Regions from separate parts of the Mus musculus genome. Here all the other regions are linked to region 1. A link is a contact called in public HiChIP or PLAC-seq and promoter capture Hi-C data. All regions are on one chromosome and are shown on one strand. Each heading gives the region's core, a stretch centred on a gene start, on an enhancer-like site or on the middle of the called end of the contact. The rest is flanking DNA. Distances are from core to core; before and after follow the strand shown.

The links. Promoter capture Hi-C pulls out the DNA fragments that hold promoters and counts their contacts. HiChIP or PLAC-seq counts read pairs in DNA pulled down with a chosen protein or histone mark. Capture Hi-C pulls out chosen DNA fragments and counts their contacts.
Region 2: an H3K4me3 HiChIP or PLAC-seq map of forebrain shows a contact between it and region 1, with 5 times the contacts expected there. The contact joins the promoter of Ddx54 here to the promoter of Rbm19 in region 1. A contact is called at or near these places in 6 of 39 promoter capture datasets (the 3T3-L1 cell line, cranial neural crest, hippocampal neurons and 3 more), 13 of 484 Hi-C or Micro-C datasets (B cells, the Ba/F3 cell line, the G1E-ER4 cell line and 6 more), 9 of 115 datasets of contacts at active chromatin or transcription factors (astrocytes, embryonic basal ganglia, embryonic forebrain and 6 more) and 3 of 9 other capture datasets (adipose tissue, embryonic stem cells and pancreatic islet).
Region 3: a contact with region 1 is called in an H3K27ac HiChIP or PLAC-seq map of embryonic stem cells, with 6 read pairs. The contact joins the promoter of Iqcd here to the promoter of Rbm19 in region 1. A contact is called at or near these places in 6 of 39 promoter capture datasets (the 3T3-L1 cell line, the HPC-7 cell line, HPC-7-derived erythroid cells and 3 more), 1 of 484 Hi-C or Micro-C datasets (the HPC-7 cell line), 7 of 115 datasets of contacts at active chromatin or transcription factors (embryonic basal ganglia, embryonic forebrain, embryonic hindbrain and 4 more) and 1 of 9 other capture datasets (adipose tissue).
Region 4: a contact with region 1 is called in a promoter capture Hi-C map of adipose tissue. The contact joins the promoter of Tbx3os1 here to the promoter of Rbm19 in region 1. A contact is called at or near these places in 1 of 39 promoter capture datasets (trophoblast stem cells), 2 of 115 datasets of contacts at active chromatin or transcription factors (embryonic forebrain and forebrain) and 1 of 9 other capture datasets (adipose tissue).
Region 5: a contact with region 1 is called in an H3K4me3 HiChIP or PLAC-seq map of embryonic basal ganglia, with 3 times the contacts expected there. The contact joins the promoter of Slc8b1 here to the promoter of Rbm19 in region 1. A contact is called at or near these places in 2 of 39 promoter capture datasets (hippocampal neurons and second pharyngeal arch cranial neural crest), 2 of 484 Hi-C or Micro-C datasets (memory CD8 T cells and uterus) and 3 of 115 datasets of contacts at active chromatin or transcription factors (embryonic basal ganglia, embryonic forebrain and embryonic stem cells).
Region 6: a contact with region 1 is called in a promoter capture Hi-C map of neural stem cells. The contact joins the promoter of Sdsl here to the promoter of Rbm19 in region 1. A contact is called at or near these places in 3 of 39 promoter capture datasets (embryonic stem cells and neural stem cells), 1 of 15 datasets of contacts at CTCF or cohesin (embryonic stem cells), 2 of 484 Hi-C or Micro-C datasets (the Ba/F3 cell line and the G1E-ER4 cell line), 12 of 115 datasets of contacts at active chromatin or transcription factors (the NIH/3T3 cell line, T-cell acute lymphoblastic leukemia, embryonic basal ganglia and 6 more) and 2 of 9 other capture datasets (embryonic stem cells and pancreatic islet).
Region 7: an H3K4me3 HiChIP or PLAC-seq map of neural tube shows a contact between it and region 1, with 5 times the contacts expected there. The contact joins the promoter of Lhx5 here to the promoter of Rbm19 in region 1. A contact is called at or near these places in 6 of 39 promoter capture datasets (the SN4741 cell line, cranial neural crest, epiblast stem cells and 3 more), 1 of 15 datasets of contacts at CTCF or cohesin (embryonic stem cells), 1 of 484 Hi-C or Micro-C datasets (embryonic fibroblasts), 12 of 115 datasets of contacts at active chromatin or transcription factors (craniofacial prominence, embryonic basal ganglia, embryonic forebrain and 6 more) and 2 of 9 other capture datasets (embryonic stem cells and pancreatic islet).

What each region holds. Positions count from the first base shown.
Region 1 is chr5:120,115,129-120,117,820 of GRCm38.p6, forward strand. Rbm19 (RNA binding motif protein 19) reads left to right here and starts at 1,385. Exons shown (of 24, transcript NM_028762.1): 1 at 1,385-1,521. The coding sequence starts at 1,486.
Region 2 is chr5:120,611,751-120,614,442 of GRCm38.p6, forward strand. It overlaps Ddx54 (DEAD box helicase 54), which reads left to right and starts at 1,380. Exons shown (of 20, transcript NM_028041.2): 1 at 1,380-1,556. The coding sequence starts at 1,386. Rita1 (RBPJ interacting and tubulin associated 1) reads right to left here and starts at 839. Exons shown (of 3, transcript NM_029096.3): 1 at 524-839.
Region 3 is chr5:120,587,644-120,590,335 of GRCm38.p6, forward strand. It overlaps Iqcd (IQ motif containing D), which reads left to right and starts at 1,380. Exons shown (of 5, transcript NM_029408.2): 1 at 1,380-1,451. Tpcn1 (two pore channel 1) reads right to left here and starts at 970. Exons shown (of 28, transcript NM_145853.2): 1 at 860-970.
Region 4 is chr5:119,670,126-119,672,817 of GRCm38.p6, forward strand. Tbx3os1 (T-box 3, opposite strand 1) reads right to left here and starts at 1,383. Exons shown (of 4, transcript NR_166476.1): 1 at 1,126-1,383. It overlaps Tbx3 (T-box 3), which reads left to right and starts at 1,108. Exons shown (of 8, transcript NM_011535.3): 1 at 1,108-2,279. The coding sequence starts at 1,891.
Region 5 is chr5:120,509,799-120,512,490 of GRCm38.p6, forward strand. Slc8b1 (solute carrier family 8 (sodium/lithium/calcium exchanger), member B1) reads left to right here and starts at 1,394. Exons shown (of 16, transcript NM_133221.2): 1 at 1,394-1,485.
Region 6 is chr5:120,471,476-120,474,167 of GRCm38.p6, forward strand. Sdsl (serine dehydratase-like) reads right to left here and starts at 1,350. Exons shown (of 9, transcript NM_001384254.1): 1 at 1,251-1,350.
Region 7 is chr5:120,430,571-120,433,262 of GRCm38.p6, forward strand. It overlaps Lhx5 (LIM homeobox protein 5), which reads left to right and starts at 1,316. Exons shown (of 5, transcript NM_008499.5): 1 at 1,316-1,883. The coding sequence starts at 1,711. Gm27199 (predicted gene 27199) reads right to left here and starts at 1,197. Exons shown (of 2, transcript NR_166585.1): 1 at 1,117-1,197. Gm31976 (a long non-coding RNA gene) reads right to left here and starts at 1,110. Exons shown (of 2, transcript XR_878743.1): 1 at 510-1,110.

The sequences.
Region 1 (2,692 bases), core at 135-2,634:
GGGTAACGAGTGAAGGATGATTCATGCAGAGACATGGATTAACCTTGAAAACAATATGTGAAGAGAAAAATCAGCCAAGAAAGTAACACATCCATAGAGATGCCAGATAGATTCTAGGTTCCTAGAAGGCGGGAAGTTGGTGACTGGTCTTTTGCTTGTATATAATGGTTTCTGACTGTGTGGGGTGTTTCTTGTGGTCTCTCTTTCATTCTCTTCTTCTCCTTCTCCTTCATTTTTGTTTGTTTTGTTTGCCTGTTTTCTTTCTAAAGAGAACAAAAGGACTGGGGGCTGGGTTGGTGGGGAGGCAGGAAGGAGCTGGTGGGACGGGGAAGCCATGATCAAAATATATTATCTGGGGGCTGGTGAGATGGCTCAGTGGGTATGAGCACCCGACTGCTCTTCCGAAGGTCCAGAGTTCAAATCCTAGCAACCACATGGTGGCTCACAACCATCCGTAACAAGATCTGACTCCCTCTTCTGGTGTGTCTGAAGACAGCTACAGTGTACTTACATATAATAATAAATAAATCTTTAAAAATATCTATATAAATTATCTGAAAAAAATGGTTTAGCCTTGGCTGTCCTGGAACTAGCTCTGTAGACCAGACTGGCCTTAACTCAGAGATCTGCCTGCCTCTGTCTCCTGAGCGCTGGGATTAAAGGCGAGCGCCATCACTGCCTAGCTGCATTTTTTTTTTTCAATAAAAAATGTTCTAAGATTGGTTCTCTCCTCCCACTACGAAGAACCAAGGTTGGGGGGTTGGGGGGAGGGAAATCTCAGGCTGTCAGGCTTGCCCACAAGTGCCTTTATCTGACGAGCCATCTTGCCAACTGGAGTTGTCCACTTTAAGTGGGCAAATTGTGTGGCACCTGGACTGTATCTCAATAAAGCTGCCAACAGTAACAAGAAAGGATATGGGGAGATGGAGCAAAATGTCTTTTAGAAGAAGAAAATCTATTTGAGCAGTGGTGGCGCACACCTTTAATCTCAGCACTTGGGAGGCAGAGGCGGGAGGGTTTCTGAGTTCAACGCCTTTACACAATAAATAAACCTTTATAATTTTATTTTTGTAACGGGGGTTCTCTGTGCAGCCCTAGCTATCCTGGAACTCGGAGATCCGCTTGCCTTTACCTTTAAAACAATTTTTTTTTTCTAGGCTCTCTGCTCTTTCCCAGAAGCCTGTCATCCCGAGGGGGTTGGACATCAGCGCCTCCTGCCTTCCTTGCGGGGATTTAGAGGCCCCAAGACCTGGCGGAGAAAACGCGAGCGCTCGGGCCTTTCCCCCGTCCCCGCCAACCCCGCCTTGTGGGTGGGACTTTCCCCGGAGAGAGTCTCCCGTGAGGCCACACCCACTTCCGGATGGAACGCGGCGGGGGCCACGTGACTCGCTAAAAATGGCGGCGCCCAGTGTGGCGGCGTGAAAGTTGTGGGAAGTCGCTGTCGCCGGGGTCGTGAGTCTGAAAAGCGAAGGGAACCTGAGAGCCATGTCGCGTCTGATCGTGAAGAACCTCCCGAATGGGGTGAGCGGGAGCCGGGGATGGGGCCCGGAAGTGGAAGCAGAGGTCCGGGAATGGAGGGTGAAGGATGGAGGGGTTCTAAGTCAGGGACAGGACTGGGGAGGTCCGGAATCCAAGGAGGCGGCACCCTGTCCTGAGGGCTCAGCAAGCCGCAAAGTGGCTTCCGAGCATTCTGAGGATCCTTCCATGTTGTGCTGGGCAGTTTGGGTCAGTTTGACCCAGACCGGAGTCACTTACGGAGAGGGAACTTCATTGGATGTTATTGCGTCCATATGCCTGTGGACCAGCCTGTGGTGCTCTGAGGAGTGATGGGTGTGGGAGGTTCCAGCCCCCTGTGGGTGCTGTCACGCCTCGGCAAGTGTCCCTGGGCTGTGTACAGATGTTGGCGGGGCAAGTAAGTCTGCGTCGGTTCTTGCCTCGACTTCCCTGGATGGCGGACTGTGATGGAGACCCATAAGCCAAATCAATGGTCTTCCTCCCCAAATTGCTTTGGTTTTTTTGTTTGTTTTTAAAAGATTTATTTTTTTATTATGTGTAAGTACACTGTAGCTGTCTTCAGACACACCAGAAGAGGGCGTCAGATCCCATTACAGATGGTTGTGAGCCACCATGTGGTTGCTGGGATTTGAAGTCAAGACCTTTGGAAGAGCAGTCAGTGCTCTTAACTGCTGAGCCATCTCTCCAGCCCACGCCCCCCAAATTGCTTTGTATCCTTGATGTGTGTCACAACAGGGAACAGACTAGAGAATGCTTACTGGTTCACCATCACAGAGCAAGATTAGACTTCAAAGCCAAGTGTGGTGGTGCATACACCTGTTGTCAGCTTTCCATAGGCAGAGGGTGGCGAGTTCAAGGCCAGCCTGGGTTACATAGCAAGATGATGTGGCTAAAAATAAATAAATTAATTAAATTTGTTTTGTTGTTGTTGGGACCATGTGCCCCCCAGAACAGCAGTCCTCAACCTTCCAAATGCTGTGCCCCCCTTTAATACAGTTCCTCCTGTTGTGACCCCCTAGTCATGAAGTTATTTTGTTGCTACTGCATAACTGTAATTTTCTCATTATGAATATAACGTAAATATCTGGTATGTGGGATATCATATGCATCCCCCCCAAAAGGGAGACCCAAGATGATCTCCCCTATTTGGGATTTTGTTTGTTGTTTTGGGGGATGC
Region 2 (2,692 bases), core at 130-2,629, 500 kb after region 1:
GCAATCAGCTTTTCCAAGTAAGAGCAGCAGCTTGGAATAACAAGCCCAAGGGCAAAAAGGGCTTTTTCTTGCTGAGGGAAAGCGACTGGTTTTTCTCAAAGGACTACTGTTGTTCAGTGGACACCTTGGAAGTGCTTCACTTTCTTGCCCGTCCCCGACACCCAATTTCAGTAGTCCAAGGTGGCCTGAAACTCACTATATTAAACTTTATTATATAGCCAAGAATGACCTTTAACTCCGGATCCTCCCGCTTCTACTTCCCACGGAGAACTGCACGATCGCCTGGCGTCTGAGGTGCATGGGTCAGGCTAAAGCAGGCACTGTCTTTTTAGTTGTGAAGACGGGAGAAAATGCCGTCAGCAAATATTTAATGAATAAGTAAATACACAATTACACCCTACAGTGTATGCTCAACAAATATAGTACGACTGCGGGCGTGCAGGGGAATGGCACCAACCAGACAAACTAATTAGGGTGGAAGAGGGAAAGGGGCTCCCAAGCTACTGTCGCCCCCCATTCCTACCTTGTGCAAAGCGCTTTGCAAACGTGGTGCGTTCCAGTCCTCGCCAACCAGTCTCATACGAAATGCATTTTCCCCGAGTCCAGCTCAGGCTCCCAACAGCAGAGTAGCAACGCACCGGCCAGCTTACAGAGCTGAAAGCGCAGGCGTCACGGGATCTCCATGCCTGGTGCTTTTTCTCCTGGAGCCTCCGGCCAGAAAGCTCTGTCTCCGCCACATTTAAAGCCTCATAGCACAGAATCAGCAAGGGCGCCACAGCGACACGCGCCCACCCGCATCCCTTGCTGGGCAACCGGTGCGACGCCCCACCCCTGCGCACTGGTACGTCCCTATACCCCGCCCTCGCGCTGATGGTACGTTCCACAGGCCACACCCCCAGCCTCATCTGTACATCCATTAGGCCCCGCCCCTTGGTAGGGTCAACCTTGCGTGGTTGGTACATTCCTCGAGTTTGTCCACACGTTCAGTTGTTATGTCCCTCAGGTCCTGCTCTCTTTACAGTTACCACATCTCTCACAGCTTGGCATTCGCGCAGTTAGTAGGTCCCTTAAGCATCTATCACGGTTCAGTTGACACATTCCGCCCCCACCAGTTGGTATGTCCCTCAGGCCTCGCCTCTGCCCGGCTGGTACACCACTTAGGCCCCGCCCCCGTTCTGTTGGTTCCTCCTTCTGGCTTCGCCCATTGATAAAGCCATGTTGACGCTCCGCCCCTGCGAAGTTGGTTGGTTTCCTCAGGCCCGGCCCCGCCCTACGGGTGAAACCTGGATTCTCGACGCCGCTCTTGCGTCTCACAGGCTCCGCCCCCGCGCAGTCGACGCGTCCCTTAGGCCCCGCCCTCTTCCGGGTCTAAGAGCCCGGCCCGCATGGCTGCTGGCAGACGTGTGGGACCTGGCCCGCCGTCGCGTCCCACCATGGCGCCGTGGAAGAAGAAGAGGCTGCGGAAACGCCGAACTGGGGCTTCCCAAGGCCGCGACAGCGACTCGGATGACGGCGAGTTCGAGATCCAGGCGGAGGATGACGCCCGGGCGAGGAAGGTAAGAGCGCGAGGGGGCTCCCTGTTCGGGCTCTCGGCCTGCGCCCTTCCGCTTGTCCGTCTCACTAATCGCGGTCCCTCATTGGGTCCCTTCGCGTGGGGGACGGGCTCGAGTTTACGCAGCCAATAGAAAGTGCAAGTGCGGAAGGTCCGCCTGAGTTTGGGGCGGTCTTAGATGAGAAAATTAAAGGGAAGGCCGGACCACTCTTCTGAGAAGCCGGTTTTAAACTAAACTAGTATTTACGGACTTATGTCGTGCTCTAGCTATGCCAGGCTCACCAGCAATGTCAGGGAGGACAGCAGGATTGGAACTGGGGATGGTCCGGTTCCAGTTGTATTCATCTTGGGGGATAGGTGTGATCACCAAGTGGGGCACAAAAGCCTATCGTTCATGACGCCCATCGTCTTGTGCATAGCGGGTATATCTGGTTCTCCATTTCTCCTTCCCAGCTCAGTCAATGAGCTGCACTCGTTAAGTGGTCAGTAAATGTGCAGAGACAGCTAGAGGCAATGAGAACGCTGGTGTTCATTGGCAAATACAAGAAGGCTGCTCCCGTGGTTCAGACCAAGGGTTTTGCTGAGGCCCAGTCCGGCACAGGCTGGCTGTAGTAAGACGTAATAAACTTTACAAGTCAAAACCCAGCCTGTGGGCTCTGAATGTAGCTTTGTTGATAGAGCGCTTGCCTGGCGTGTGCAGAGCCCTGGGTTTGAAGGCCATCACCAGGTAAAAGCAGGTATTGTGGCACACACCTGTAATCTTAGCTCCCAGGGTAGGAGTGGTGGCGGCAGGAGGATCAGGAGTCCAAGGCCACCCTGAGCTGGTAAGAGCGCCACCACCAATTCTTAATATTTTGCTGTACAAAAAAACCCAAAGGCTCCTCCAACCCGGGAAACACATGCTTATTAAAGGGCTTGTCGCACACCTGATGTAAATATGAACGGGAGAGCAGCCAAGTTCACACTGTACCATTACCCTCCACCAAAAATAAATAAATAAAGATGAAAAAAAGCAAGCCGGGCAGTGGTGGCACACGCTTTTAATCCCAGCACTCGGGAGGCAGAGGCAGGTGGATTTCTGAGTTCGAGGCCAGCCTGGTCTACAGAGTGAGTTCCAGGATAGCCAGGGCTATACAGAGA
Region 3 (2,692 bases), core at 130-2,629, 470 kb after region 1:
TGAACATCTACAGTACACAGCTGTAGACCCCACCCACAGGAAACAACCTCCTGGCTCCGACTCAACGGCTCTGCCCTCAGTTGGTTAGCGCCCACTTGATACATGAGGCAGCTTAGCGTGGCCTCTCCCAAGTAAAGAGCCACAAGTAGTCATGGAACGCAGGGGACACTGCCCACTTCAGCGCAGCCCCACCAACTATTCCTAGAAACTGCACTCCACTTAGGCGAAATCCACCAACCGCTTTCTTGTTTTTTGTCTTTGGTGGTAGGGATATCCCTATGGAGCTTTGAAGCTTTGAAGTTGCCATTCTCCTGCCTTTGCCTCCTGAAGAGCCTATGACTTTTCAAAGAGAAAGAAACGGGGCCCAGAGAGGGTAAGTAAACTGTCCAAGGTCACACAGCAGACTCGGAGCTCCTAAGGTCCAGCCCTTTGGCAGACCTTGGTTCTCTCTCTAGCGGAGACCCAGCGAGTCACCCCTGGGGTAAGGTCACCCCTGGAAGAAGGTCCCGGAATCAGATAGCTAGCTGCCATCCTGCGATCTGTCCCCTGAGGCAGACTGACCCAGGCAGGAGTCCCCGGCCAGGTCACAAGAGGACACAGCAGGGAGGTGAGCAGGGAGGAAGGGTCGCTCGGGGGCTCTAGCTCCCCACGATCCCCATCGCGATCCGGGTCGCCCCAGGAAGTCAGGCCAAAGAAAAGGGGTGCAGAGAGAAGGGGATCCGCAAGGAGAGAGCATGCCGGCCACCTCCCAGGGCCCCGCCTCGGGCTTCTGGAGCACTCAGCCCCAGCCCCTTCTCTGCACCTTCTGACCCCTGACCCTTGCCCTCGGGCCAAGATCGCGCACCCCTCGGATCCTTACACGCGCCGTCCCGGGATCCCGCACTGTGCACTGGGTCTGCACAGCGTAGCTCAGCCCGCAGTTGCCGCCGCCAATATCCCCAGCGCGGAGCCTCAGCAGCCGCCACCGCCGCCTCACCGCTGCCACAGCGGCAGCTGCGCCAGCCTTCGCATCCGCCGACTCCTGTCACTCAGCCCCGAAAGCCCCGCCCACGGCCCTAGGCCACAGCCTACTGGCCATCAGAGGGGTCGCAATGAAATTTGACAGGGTAGACTACACGTCACTCAGCGTTCTCACAGCCCTCCTCCCAAAGGGAGGGCGGGGCGAGGAAGCAACACCCCTTTCCTCCCCACCCCACCCCCACCCCCGCCTCACTCGCGCAACCAACAGGAATCCTGCGTCTTTCCATTGGCGAAACGTCAGAGAGGCGGGGATTTTGATTGGCCATCTTTCAGGAGGCGGAGCCAACGCAACCCGATTCGAAGTTAAATGGTGAAAAAGAATGTCAGTCAAACTCAAAGTCCCGCCTTCTAAGAGTGGCTCGTAACCTAGCAACATAAGGGCCGCCGAGTTGCTTAACTGTGGGCCAAGAAACTTGCATCTTGAGGAGCTGGTGAGTGACAGCGGGGAAGCCCCAGGCTGCAGGCTGTGTGCACCTAGTAGGCACGCCGTCCAGTGATTTCTCCCCTCCAGGCGTCCGCGCCCCACTTGCCATCCCGTCCAGCTCCAGGTCCTCACTCCCTTGCCCAACCTCCATCCTGTCCTCCTCTAGGCCTCCTGCAAGCACCATCAAGTATCCTCTTCTGATAGTCTTGCTTCCTGTCTGGTCCACCTGCCATTTCATAGTCCCTCTCCTCATCTCTTACTGATACCATTTGTGAAGTTCACATCGAGTGAACTTAGTTCAAGTAATTGGATGGGTTGGTTTGTTTTGGTGCCCACTGTCCGCACTATGTTCAGAGGTCAGCTTGCTGGGTGCGTGACCCCCTTCAGTGTATGCTTAAAATAAGGATTTGTTGTTTGTTTTGATTTTGGAACAAGGTCTCACTATGTAGTCTCGAACTCACTCTGTAGACCAGGCTAGCCTCAGACTCACAGAGATCCACCAGTCTTTGCCTTTGAGTACTGGGATTAAAAGCATGTGCCACCACCCTTGGTCTAATTAGGTTTTTTCCCCTTTAATTGTTAAAGTTTTATTATCATTATTAATATTATTATCACTATGTCTGCGTTGGTGGGGTATGTGAATGTGAATACAGACAAAGGGTTTTGGATCCTCTGGAGCTAAAATTAATTACGGGTGGGCAGTTGTGAGCCACCTGTCATAGGTGCAGGGGACTAAACTCTAGTCCTTTCAAAAAGCCGTACACGCTCTTTTAAAATAACGTAAAGCTTTATTTATTTTTACTTTATATGTATCTGTGGGTGCCTACGTGTATGTGAGTGCACAAGGTATGTTCACAACGTGTGTGTGCTGTGACTGCCAGGCTAATTGCAGTGATCCCCGCCACGACTTATTCTACCCTAACTCCCTCTGTCTAAGCATTTCCTAGGACATTCTCTTGGCTCATACAACGAATAATTCACATATTTAACATGGGCTTATTGAGTGCTTAGTGTGTGTCTTAGTTAGGTTTTGACTGCTCGCTTTACACCTTGACCAAGGCAACTCTTGTAAGGACAACATTTATTTGGGGCTGGCTCACAGGTTCAGAGGTTCAGTCCATTATCATCAAGGTGGGAGCATGGCAGCATCCAGGCAGGCATGGTGCAGGACGAACTGAGAATTCTACATCTTCATCTGAAGGCTGCTAGCGGAAGACTGACTTCCAGGCAGCTAGGATGAAGGTCTTT
Region 4 (2,692 bases), core at 133-2,632, 450 kb before region 1:
GCCTTGAATGCATTTGCGTGGTTTATTTTTCCGCGTGGGGGCTCGGTCTCAGTATGTCGGCGCGCGTTCGGGCCCAGAATCCCAAGGGGCATTTGGGTCTCTGCACGTGGCTGCGGGTGGGGAGCAGGCAGCGGGCAGAAAGATTGGTGGGATCCCCTGCGCTAGTGGCTCGGGAATCCGAAGCACCCGGGCGCAGGAGCTAGAGGATCTGACTCAGAGGTGGCTGGGCGGTTCCATGTGGGGCTCCCTTCAGAGCTACGCGAGCCTGGAGCTTTTGTTAAGGCTTATTGGCCGAAAGAGAGGTTCGGCGGCCAGCTCGGCTAGCCCGGGGCCCGGGAAAGGGAAGAAGCTGCAGATCCGCACAAGAGAAGCGGCCGCGGGCTTGAACTGTAGCGCTCGGAGCGCGCGAGAGGCGAGCGCCCCTGCCCGGCGCCTCGGAAGCCGGGCAAGCTGCCTGGCTCCCGCCCTCGCTCCCTCCCCCTTCCTCCCTGGCCCAGCCTCCTCCCCGGATCCCCCGGCTTGGATGGCTGAGGCCTTTCAGACGTAGGCTGAGCTGAGGAGCCGCGGCGAGCTCTCAGGCTGCTGCGAACTCTCTTCTGGATCAGCCACCTAGAGGCGACTTTGGTGAGCGCGCGGCGCCCTGGTGGCTCCCCGCCCTCCCCTCTGATCATGTTGACATAAACGCAGGACAGGCCGTAGTACCGCGCGGCGCAGCGACGTTCCAGTTTCCGACACCTTCTTTTTATAACTCGGCTCTATTCCCCCAGCACTCGACCTGTGAAAACCACGCCTATGCAGCCACACAATTGGTCCGAAAGCGTCAAAGAGCCAATCAACAAGCCTCGGGCTCCCGCAGCCCACAGCGCTGCCGGACCGTCCAGAGCCGCCGAGCAGACGCCCGGGGAATTCTAGAGGCGGAGGAGGGTGGCGAGGTGCTCGCTCGCTCTCTTTCTCTCTTTCTCTCCCTCCCTCTACTTGCCTACTCCAGCTCCCAATCACTCCGTTCTCTTCCTTCTTTCCTATTTTTTTTTTTTTGCACCCGTCTTCTTGATCCTCCCTCGCCCTGCGTGCCCGGACGCTGATTTTTTTTTAATTTATTATTTTTAGGAAAGCGATTTCGCTCACGTTTTTTTAGCACAAGGAAGACAGCCGGCTCCCCGAGGCAGAAGATCGCAGGCACCATTCGCTCGCCACCCAGACTCTGCGCGCAGCCCGGAGCCAGAGAGGAGGATCGCGAACCGAAGCCAGCTTCGCAGTTCTAGTTTTGAAAGCGCCGCTGGAAAGGGGCTTAAATCGCTTTTTTTTTTTTTTTTTTTTTAAAGGAGAGACTTTTCCTCCCCCCCTTGATCTCGCTGCCTGTGAAAGCCAGAGTCTAGCTCAACTAAGACGCCTCCTGCGAGAAAGCCAGAGAAGAGCTAGGGGGCGGGGGAAGGAGTCGAAAAAAAGGTTAAAAAAAAAAGTCTCCGAGAACCTTGCGCTTTGGCAACAAAGAGCGTGGGAGCCGGGGAGCCACCCCGGGAAAGGGCTGCAGTGTCTATTTCCAGCTAAGCCACAGGGCTTGGGCGCCAGTCGAGCCCCTGCTTGCTGCTTGCCCTACTGAAACCGACTTCCAGGAGCGGCTTTTCCAACACACTCCACGCACCAGGACAGCCCCTGCAGCGGCTATGTCTCCAGATCTGCTGCCGCTTTGTCCTCTTTAAAAGCGGCGTTCTCTTCCCCCCAAAGACACTTTCCCCCTCCCTTTCAAACGCTTTATTTGTAATTTGCCCTCTTTTTTATTTTAAACAAAACTATGCGTCGCTGTTGAATTTTTTAATTATTATTTTTGAAAAGCAACAACAAAAGCGGAGCCAAGCCAGCAGCTGCGGACTGGTTCCCTGTCTGGAGTGGATGAGCCTCTCCATGAGAGATCCGGTTATCCCTGGGACAAGCATGGCCTATCATCCCTTCCTACCTCACCGGGCGCCGGACTTCGCCATGAGCGCGGTACTGGGCCACCAGCCGCCTTTCTTCCCCGCGCTAACGCTGCCTCCCAACGGCGCCGCGGCGCTCTCGCTCCCCGGAGCTCTGGCCAAGCCCATCATGGATCAGTTAGTGGGGGCTGCTGAGACCGGCATCCCTTTCTCATCCCTGGGACCCCAGGCACATCTGAGGCCTCTGAAGACCATGGAACCCGAAGAAGACGTAGAAGATGACCCTAAGGTGCACCTGGAGGCCAAGGAACTTTGGGACCAGTTTCACAAGCGGGGTACAGAGATGGTCATCACGAAGTCAGGAAGGTAAGTAAGTAATCAGTGGGGGACCCCTCCCCCCAAACCATCTGAAAAATTTCACATCTCTTTTGTCTGACTCTTAAAACAGTAGATTCTGGCTGACTGTTGACGTTTGAAACGAAAACTTCCTGTCCCCCCAAATATGCGGAGACTCCAGGGCCCTGCCTTAAGGGTCAGGAAGTTTCAGCCTACCCGGGCCCTCAGTATGGTTCCTAGGGACTCGTATCCGGGGTTCCTTACAAAATACAGGGTGTTTTCCATTGAAGGAGACCGCGCACTCGGCTTCTGCAGCATTCGAGAAAATCACCTTGTTGCAGGAAGCCCGTTTGTGAAGCCATTCTGAAATATTCTTTACGTTTAGTTCTTTCTGTTGGATTTTATTTCCCAGGACAGACCTTAAAGCCCCTCTTAGACAGCAG
Region 5 (2,692 bases), core at 144-2,643, 390 kb after region 1:
AGTTCTACCACTCAACTCTATTTTGATTTCATTTTCTTTACTTTACATCCTGACTGAAGTTTCCTCTTCCTCCCACCTGTTCAACTCTTACCATGACAGATGAAGTACTACTGATACAGTTTAACACAGTTTAATACTTTACACTGTGTGTGTGTGTACACGTACATGCGAGCACGTGTGTGTTCATGAACGTGTGTGCAGGCGTGCATATGTGCGTGTGTCTGTGTGCACACATGTGTGTGTGTGCATGTGTGTGTCTGTGTGTACATGCATGTGTGTGTGTGTGCGTGTGTGTGTGTGTGTCTGTGTCTGTGTGTGCACATACCATGGTACACATGTGGAAACCAGAGGACAACCTCCAGGAGTAAGATCTTCGTCACTGTTGGGTTCTAGGGATCAAGCTCAGGTCGTGGGGCTTAGCATCAGTGCCCACATCATTACCCACTGTGCCATCTCAGCAGCCCCGCTGGGCGTGCTCTTTAATTAATCATGGTCTGGGGACTAATCCTAAGGCTCTGAGAACACTCAGCAAGCACCCTGCCACTGAATTTCCCACCGCACCTAAGCCCCCCTTTTCACTTTGCATTCTGGGAAACGGCCTTACTAAATGCAGATGCTGCCCTTGAACTGGAACCTGGTCAGGCTTTTTGAATTTGTTTTTAATCCCCCCAGCCTCCTGAGAAAAGCTGAGGTTGCAGGGCTATACCACTGCCCATCTTGATGTTTGCTGTAGTCTTCTAGGTTGGGGTGCAGCTCGGTGGCTTAGTGTGTGCTGGAGAGGGGAATGCTGACAAATGTCAGATCCAGGCATTTCAGGCTCTACAACCAGACTGCTTGCAGGCAGCAGGAGACCGTTTAAATCATCACCACCACCATCATTATCACCATCACCTTTATTACCGTCATACTGAGAAAATGTCTTGCTGGGATGCTCAGACTGGCCTTAATATCACAATCCTCCTGCCTCTGCCTCTGAAAGGCCAGAACTATGGGCATACACCACCACCATGCCACGTTTCCCCTTACTTTACTATAGCTCTCACCCTTCCATACCACCCTCAGTAACAGAAACTCTAAGCTTCCCCCAACTCCCCCCCCCCCCCCCGCTCCCCTTAGACTTCTCTCGGGCCTCCTGAAGTCTATAACCCACGTGCTTTCAATATAGCATCTACCTGAAAGCAGAAGTGACAGGCTGGGGACAGAAAGCAGGTGGAGAATGGGGAAGACAACAGGGAACAGCTCACAACCCCCACCCTCGGCTGGGAGGCTGTGTCTTTAAGAGCTGGGGCGGGGCGAGCCTTAAAGGGCGTGTCTTGGGCGGGGACAGAGAGGCTCGGGCGTGGCCCGACTGGCAAGTAGGCGGAGTGGAGGTTGTGGGGGCGTGGCCAGGCTGCTCCGGGCCAGGACTCTAGGGGCGGAAGGTTGTGGCGCTGGCCATCCGGCTAGAGGAAGACTCCGAGGTCGCGGATCCAGGCCCCGCCCGAGGTAAGAGGAGCTTCGCAGCCTGTGCACTCGTCGCTCCAACTTCAGCTTCTCAAATCCGCTTTCAGCTGGGACCCCAAAATCAGAAAGTGCTTCCCGATTCCCAACCCCATCCCTCGCCGTCAAGTCTGCCCACTTCACCAACGCCGCAGCACACAGGTGTCCGCATTGCCGGAGGCGCTTCATGCGAGCTTATTTGGAAATGAGTAGAAGAAACTGGAGTGGAGGTGACTTGAGGACGCGGTGTCTGGCTGTCCCTTGGGTCAGCGCTAGAGTCCATTTCACAGATGCGGACCCAGAGGCCATAAGCCCAGCCCCCCCTCCCCTCAGGCTGCCCACCCAGAAAATGCAGAGAGGGAACTGAAGGGTTCTGTGTTTTTCCACTCCACGCCCGTGCCAAGTGGAGTAGCTAGAAAGCGGAGGGGAGAGACTCGTTTTCTGTCAACAGGTGAGGAAGTGGCTGTATTCCCTTCTTCCTCTGGGGTCCTATCTTGTCCTTTGCCCTCTTCCCCCCCCCCCCCGGGGGTGGCGATTTAGAAATGCTTGTGTAAAGAATCACACCCCCTCAAATAAAGCTCAGATGGCCTTTGGCTCCCTGCTTGCAGAAAATAAAATGCACAAAACACTTGGGGCAGCCTGCCTAAGACTCGGAGCCAGTTTTCTGCTTGGACAGAAAAATAAAGCTCTTTCCCCCTGGCTGGAGGAAGTGGGTTATTCATATTGCAGCCCCACCCGCCGATTCGGCTGGTCCCAGTTTAGGCGCCTTTGAGCAACTCACTTCCCTCCTGGCCTCGATTTCTCCATCCAAGGACGGTTGGCTTTCTGGTTTTCTCCCTTGCCACATGACTCTGGGGACAGCCTGGTGAACACTCAGAGAGGGCAATGTGGTGTGGCACTTGAGCTGACAGTGAAAACCGAGAGTGAGGTTGCTTCCCAGTGCCTCAGTTTCCCCATGGAAGGATACCACAGCAGGTTGTGAGGTGTGATATACCGTCTTTGATCACAACCAAGTCCACCTCAGATGTGTGCTTTTAAGGCTGGGACCCAGGGGCTGGTGCACATCTGACATCTCAGCCACCCAAGAGGCTGAGGCAAAAGAAATATGTGCTCAAGGTCAGCCTAGCAGATAGAGGAGACCCTGCCAGTGGTGGCACACGCCTTTAATCCCAGCACTCGGGAAGCAGAGGCAGGCGGATTTCTGAGTTCAAGG
Region 6 (2,692 bases), core at 100-2,599, 360 kb after region 1:
AGCAGAGGTGGCAAAGCCAGTGTGATGTCATTCCACCACAGAACGTACAACTACCTGGACAAAAAGCATTTGATGATCCGAACATGTCCAAGTCCACTACTCAAAGTCACACAGTTGCTGGCTGTGATGAGGGAGAGGAGGGGCTGGTGTAGACAGCCAACTCCTGTCCCTGACACCTCGGGCCACCAAGCAGCCTCCGTGTCCAGACCTCTGGGTTGCTCATTAATCTTCACCCCACCCCCTCAGCCCAGATGTGCACCCTGTCCCCAGGACAAAGGGACCTTTCTGCTGAGGTGGGTGGCCCAGATGTTCACCCTGTTCCCAGGACAAAGGGACCTTTCTGCTGAGGTGGGTGGAGCCTCTGACACTTGCCAGCCACCCTCGGTCACAAGCCTCACCTCATTCCCTTCCTTGCATGAGGTAAGAACAAGATCCAGGCAGGTTAAGCCACCAGGGATCAAGGTCTTCCCATACACAACACAGCATGGCTCCTTGGCCAAGTTCAAAGACTCCCCATCCCTAACCAAGAAGTTCGACCCCTGGAAACCAGAGAATCCCACCTTAGGGCATTATTTCCATCAGCCACCCTGGGCCATACCATCCTCTCAGGAAGGCCACTGTCCTGGGGTAACCACGTCCTCTCAGTCTCTTGCCACTCAGCCCCCTCCCAAGAGCCCTTGACTGAACTTGGGGTGCATTTGAGTTTAAAACCTTTGCAGAGACACTTCCCCAACACAACTCATTCCCAGATCAAGGGAAGGAGTCAGGTGCAAAAAAGTTAATGTGACTAGATGGGTCAGCCATCTCAGAGACCAGGGACCAAGCTCTGAGGGACATTTAATCCGGGTGTGCCTCCCAAGAGACTTTAAAACTCACTTACAGCTAAGCACTGGGTGTAGTGCTGCATGCCTGTAATCCTGGCACTTGGGAGGTGGCAGCAAGATAAGGATATCCTTGGCTACAAAGGAAATTCAAGGCCAGCCTGGGCTACATGGTGAGATCCTGTCTCATAGAACAAAACCTCTTGGACTTTGGAGAAATGGAAAGAGTTTGTGACAGAGTTGAAAACAACTCTGGAGTGGAGGGGCAGAAGGGGTCCCCTCAGGGGCAGCTTGGGCTGGAGGAACAGAAGGTTCCCAAGTTACCACCCAGCTGCTCTGACTTCTATATGTTGCTGTAACCCCTAGGAGAAAAGAAACAACAACAATAAAACGACAATTTTGTCACCTCAAATTAAGCACCCACCTTACCTAAGAACGAAGCCACGTGAGACAGAATCAGGAAGGCCTCTTCTGCATGTGCCCTTGGGGTGTGAGGTTTTCTGTCAAGGTCTTCACTTGCCAGTGAGCCGTGGCCCGGTGTCTCACAGGGCATTTGACCTGGTCGGCTCCCCACATCCATTGTGGGGTCACCATAGATCGTGATAACCCCAGGGAGAGGCTCCGGCGATTGCCAGGTCCTGACCTTGGCTTGCTGGCTGATTTTACACATTAGCAAAGACTGTTTGTCCCTGGGAATGACGCACGGTGGGAGTCAGGGAGTCAGTGCCACCAGGAAAACCCAGGAGTGTTCTGGGAGGTCCCCACCTATCCAGTGAGGGTTGCAGCAGGTGACCTCAGGGGAAAGAACTTGACAGTTGCCTGGTCCTCAGCCAGTGCCACAGATTTGGACATAACAGCCATTCCTGGAACTCACTCCGTAGACCAGGGGGCCTCTAACCCACAGAGATCCACCTGCCTCTGCCTCCTGAGTGTTGGGTTAAAGGCATGTGCCACCACGCCTGGCTTCTTTTCCCTTTAAAAGAATGTTTTAAAAAATGGTTTTTAGTCAGGCAATGGTGGTGAACATCTTTAATCCCAGCACTTGGGAGGCAGAGGCAGGCGGATCTGAGTTTGAGGCCAGCCTGGTCTACAGAGTGAGTTCTAGAACAGTCAGGGCTACACAGAGAAAGAAATCCTGTCCTGAAAAACCCAGTAATAATCATAATAATATATTTTGTATTTATTTGTCAGGGGGTTTCATGTGTGCTCTGGCACACCTGCAGAAGTCAGATGACAATCTTGTGCGAGCCGGTTCTCTGTCTAATGTGTGGGTCCCTGATATGGAACTCAAGTCACCAGGCTTGGCAGCAAGTGTCTTTACCCACTAAACAATCCTGCCAGCCATTTTTTTAAGACTTTTTTTTTTTTTAAAGACAGAGTCTCCTGTATCCAAGGCTGGCTTTAAATCCACTGGGTAGCTGAGGATAACCTTGAACTCCTGTCCCTCCTGTCTGTGCCTCCCAAGTGCTGGGCTTATGGATGTTTGTCACCACACCCGGCCACTTTTTTTCTCTTTAGAGGCACAGTCTCTTTCTGCATCCCAGTCTGCTCTCAAACTTGCAATCCTCCTGCCTCATCCTCTCATGTGCTAGGATGACAATCGGGAGCCAACATGCTCATGTGACACCTCTGGAAGGGAGTATGTTTCGGGAGCAGTTAAATAAAACATGCTTTGTAAACCAGACTTGGTAGTGCGCAGCTTTAATCCTAGCACTCGGGAAGCAGAGGCAGGCGGCTCTCTGTGAGTTCCAGGCCAGCCTGGTCTCCACAGCAAGTTTCAGGACAGCCAAGGCTACACAGAGGAAATCCTACATTGGAAATCAAGACAAACAAACAAACAACAAAACAAAGCATGTTTTGTACCCTTGATG
Region 7 (2,692 bases), core at 66-2,565, 320 kb after region 1:
TTTACATGCCAAAAAAAGAAAGAAAAAAGAAAAAGAAACAAAAATAAAAAAAAATCCCTCCACGTCCCAGGGTTTGATCGCGAACACACTATAAATAGAGAGTTTTCAAGCAGTGGATATTTGCTAACAAACTCAGTAAATACGCCCAAACAAACACCCACAGCCAAGTCTTGGCACAATTCCTCTATGGCTCCAACCCTTAGGCCCCAGCCCCGCACCATCAGCGTTCTTCCCAGCAGCAAGGAAATATCCCAAAACACTCTCCCAGCCCTACCTCGTCCAAAGCAAGCGGTGGCCTGGTTGGCCTCGCAGAAACAAGGCCTGATCCCTTTTCTCCCCTCCAGGCCCACGCGCCCCTCCTCAGAGTACACCTGCTGGTACCCACACACCTGCGAAGCTGCCTTTGGCTCTAGGAGAGGGCCAGACTTAGAGCATCTCGGGGGGCCCGGGAGTGCCTATGACGCCCGGCTGTGGCCAGCTTCCCTCGCTCTATCGAGCGACCCACTCACCACGGTTCCCGCCAGCCTGACCTGGAATATGGACGATGTGGCCAAGACAGATGTAGTGAGCTTCAGCCTCCTCTCAACCTGCCGGAACACCCATCCGAGGTAGACCACCCCTTTCGCCACACCTCCCCCAGTGCCGAGTGAGCTAGGCACTTAGAAACGACCTTCGGGATTCCCAAGACCAGGCGAGGTGACATCCCTGAGTCAACCTGGATAGGGGTGGGGGAGGGAGGCACAGAAGTACCCAAGCTTCCCGCCCTCAGTCTCTTGGTGAGAAAAGCCCTGCTGGGCCCTAGCCCCGTGAGTGACAAAAGAAGCCACCGTAGGGAGAAGTGCCGGGTCTCCCAGCTCCTACGCTCAGAGCCCGAGCGAGCCGCAGTCTAAAGCAAGAGGGAGCTGGGCGGGTTCGGAAGCAGGGGGACCACAGCGCACTCCCTGCCTGGGCAACTTCTACAGGTTGCGAGGGTGGCGAACCTGGTGGGAGGTTTCTCCCTGGCTAGGCCTTGGAACCCTGCCCCCCAAAATTATTTGTGATGGGAGAGAAAAAGAACCCTGGTTTTCGCATCGCGCCCCCACCCCTCCAGACCCAAACTAGAAGGTAAATACTTACTTAGCTTGGGAACAGGTACTAGCAAATACTCGGCAATACTGATGTCTTGTTTTTTTTGCTCTGCCCTGACCGCAACGCTGTAGCCAATTTAGATATGCTATAAATTTAAGAGGTTGCTATGGCCACGGCGCGCCCATTGGCCGCCCGGCCCCCTACGTGCCGCACCACGTCACCAAATCTGAATAAGGATGCGCGAATTAGGCGGCGGCCAGACAAAGATGAGGATCGGGACCGCTTGAAAGTGGGGGAAAGTGCCGGCGCCTCCGCCAACCGGGAAAGCCGCTCGCCAGTGCCGAAGCCAGCAGCCGCCGAGGACACCTGCTCGAAGCTGGAGCGAGCGCCCGGTCGCGACCCGTGACATGAGGCTGTGACCGCTGCCGCCCTCCACGCCACTCTGGGCAGTGCAGCGCCAGGCCGGAGAGCGTCGGAGGACTTGACCCCGAGAAGTCTTGGTTGATCCGTAACGGACTCGCCCCTACAGACTCGCCTACAGACTAGGAAGGCTGAGAGCCACAGCAGCGGGGACCGAGAGGGCCTAAGGGCCCAGGGGCCCCAAGGAGGACGAGGCGGCCCGAGCCGCCGGGGCGCGCGGCTATGATGGTGCACTGTGCTGGCTGTGAGCGGCCCATCCTCGACCGCTTTCTGCTGAACGTACTAGACCGCGCGTGGCATATCAAATGTGTTCAATGCTGCGAGTGCAAAACCAACCTCTCGGAGAAGTGCTTCTCACGGGAAGGCAAGCTATACTGTAAAAACGACTTTTTCAGGTAAGAGGCCCCGCCGCGCCCTGCTGCCTACCACTGGCTGGCCCGAGCTCTACTCTGGCTCCTTGGGAATTAAGGGACCAAGAGACCCACCCCAGCTTGGGAGGTGGGGGTGGGCAGATAGGCAGTCTGCCCTCCTCAAGCCCTGTCCTCTGCTTGTGGGATGCTGAGGTTGAGTCGAGGGAAAGGAGGAGGCTGTTTGGCTGCTTCACCTTGGGTCTGCCAGGCAGCAGCAGAGATCGGTCAGATGGCAGAGGCCCGGAAGCTCGGCAACTTGCTCTGGGCCCCTTCCCCCGACACCTGAGTCCCCAGGACAGAAGCCTCAAGACTCCCCTGTCCAGATCCCAAAGATGTGTCGGGAGTTCAGAGCAGCTAGGAGCTTCTTGTTCCACACAGTAAATCCTAAACCCAGAGGGTAATCTGAGGACAAACAGGAACTTCTCACTTCCAAAGGACCCTAGCTAAGAAGGGATCTCCTGGAGATGGGCGATGAGAACCTTCCCCTGGCCCCCCACCACCCTCACCCGATTAATTTTCTTCCTAGTTGGAGAGGCACTGAAGAAGTAGAAGGTGAAAATCAGCCGATCTGTTCTGAGATCTCCCTTCCCAAGTCCATACAGCCCCTCAAGGCAGGCCAGGACCCAGTGTCTCTGTGGGCCTCAGTTTCCCAAAATGAGAAATGCTATGGGGCAGCCTAGAAACGCGTGGGTTTTTTTTTTTTTTTTTTTTTTTTTTTTTTTTTTTTTTTTTTTTTTTTTTTGGTAGCTGCGCTTTCTGCCCGTTTCCACCCGGCACCCAGACTGGCTTTGTGA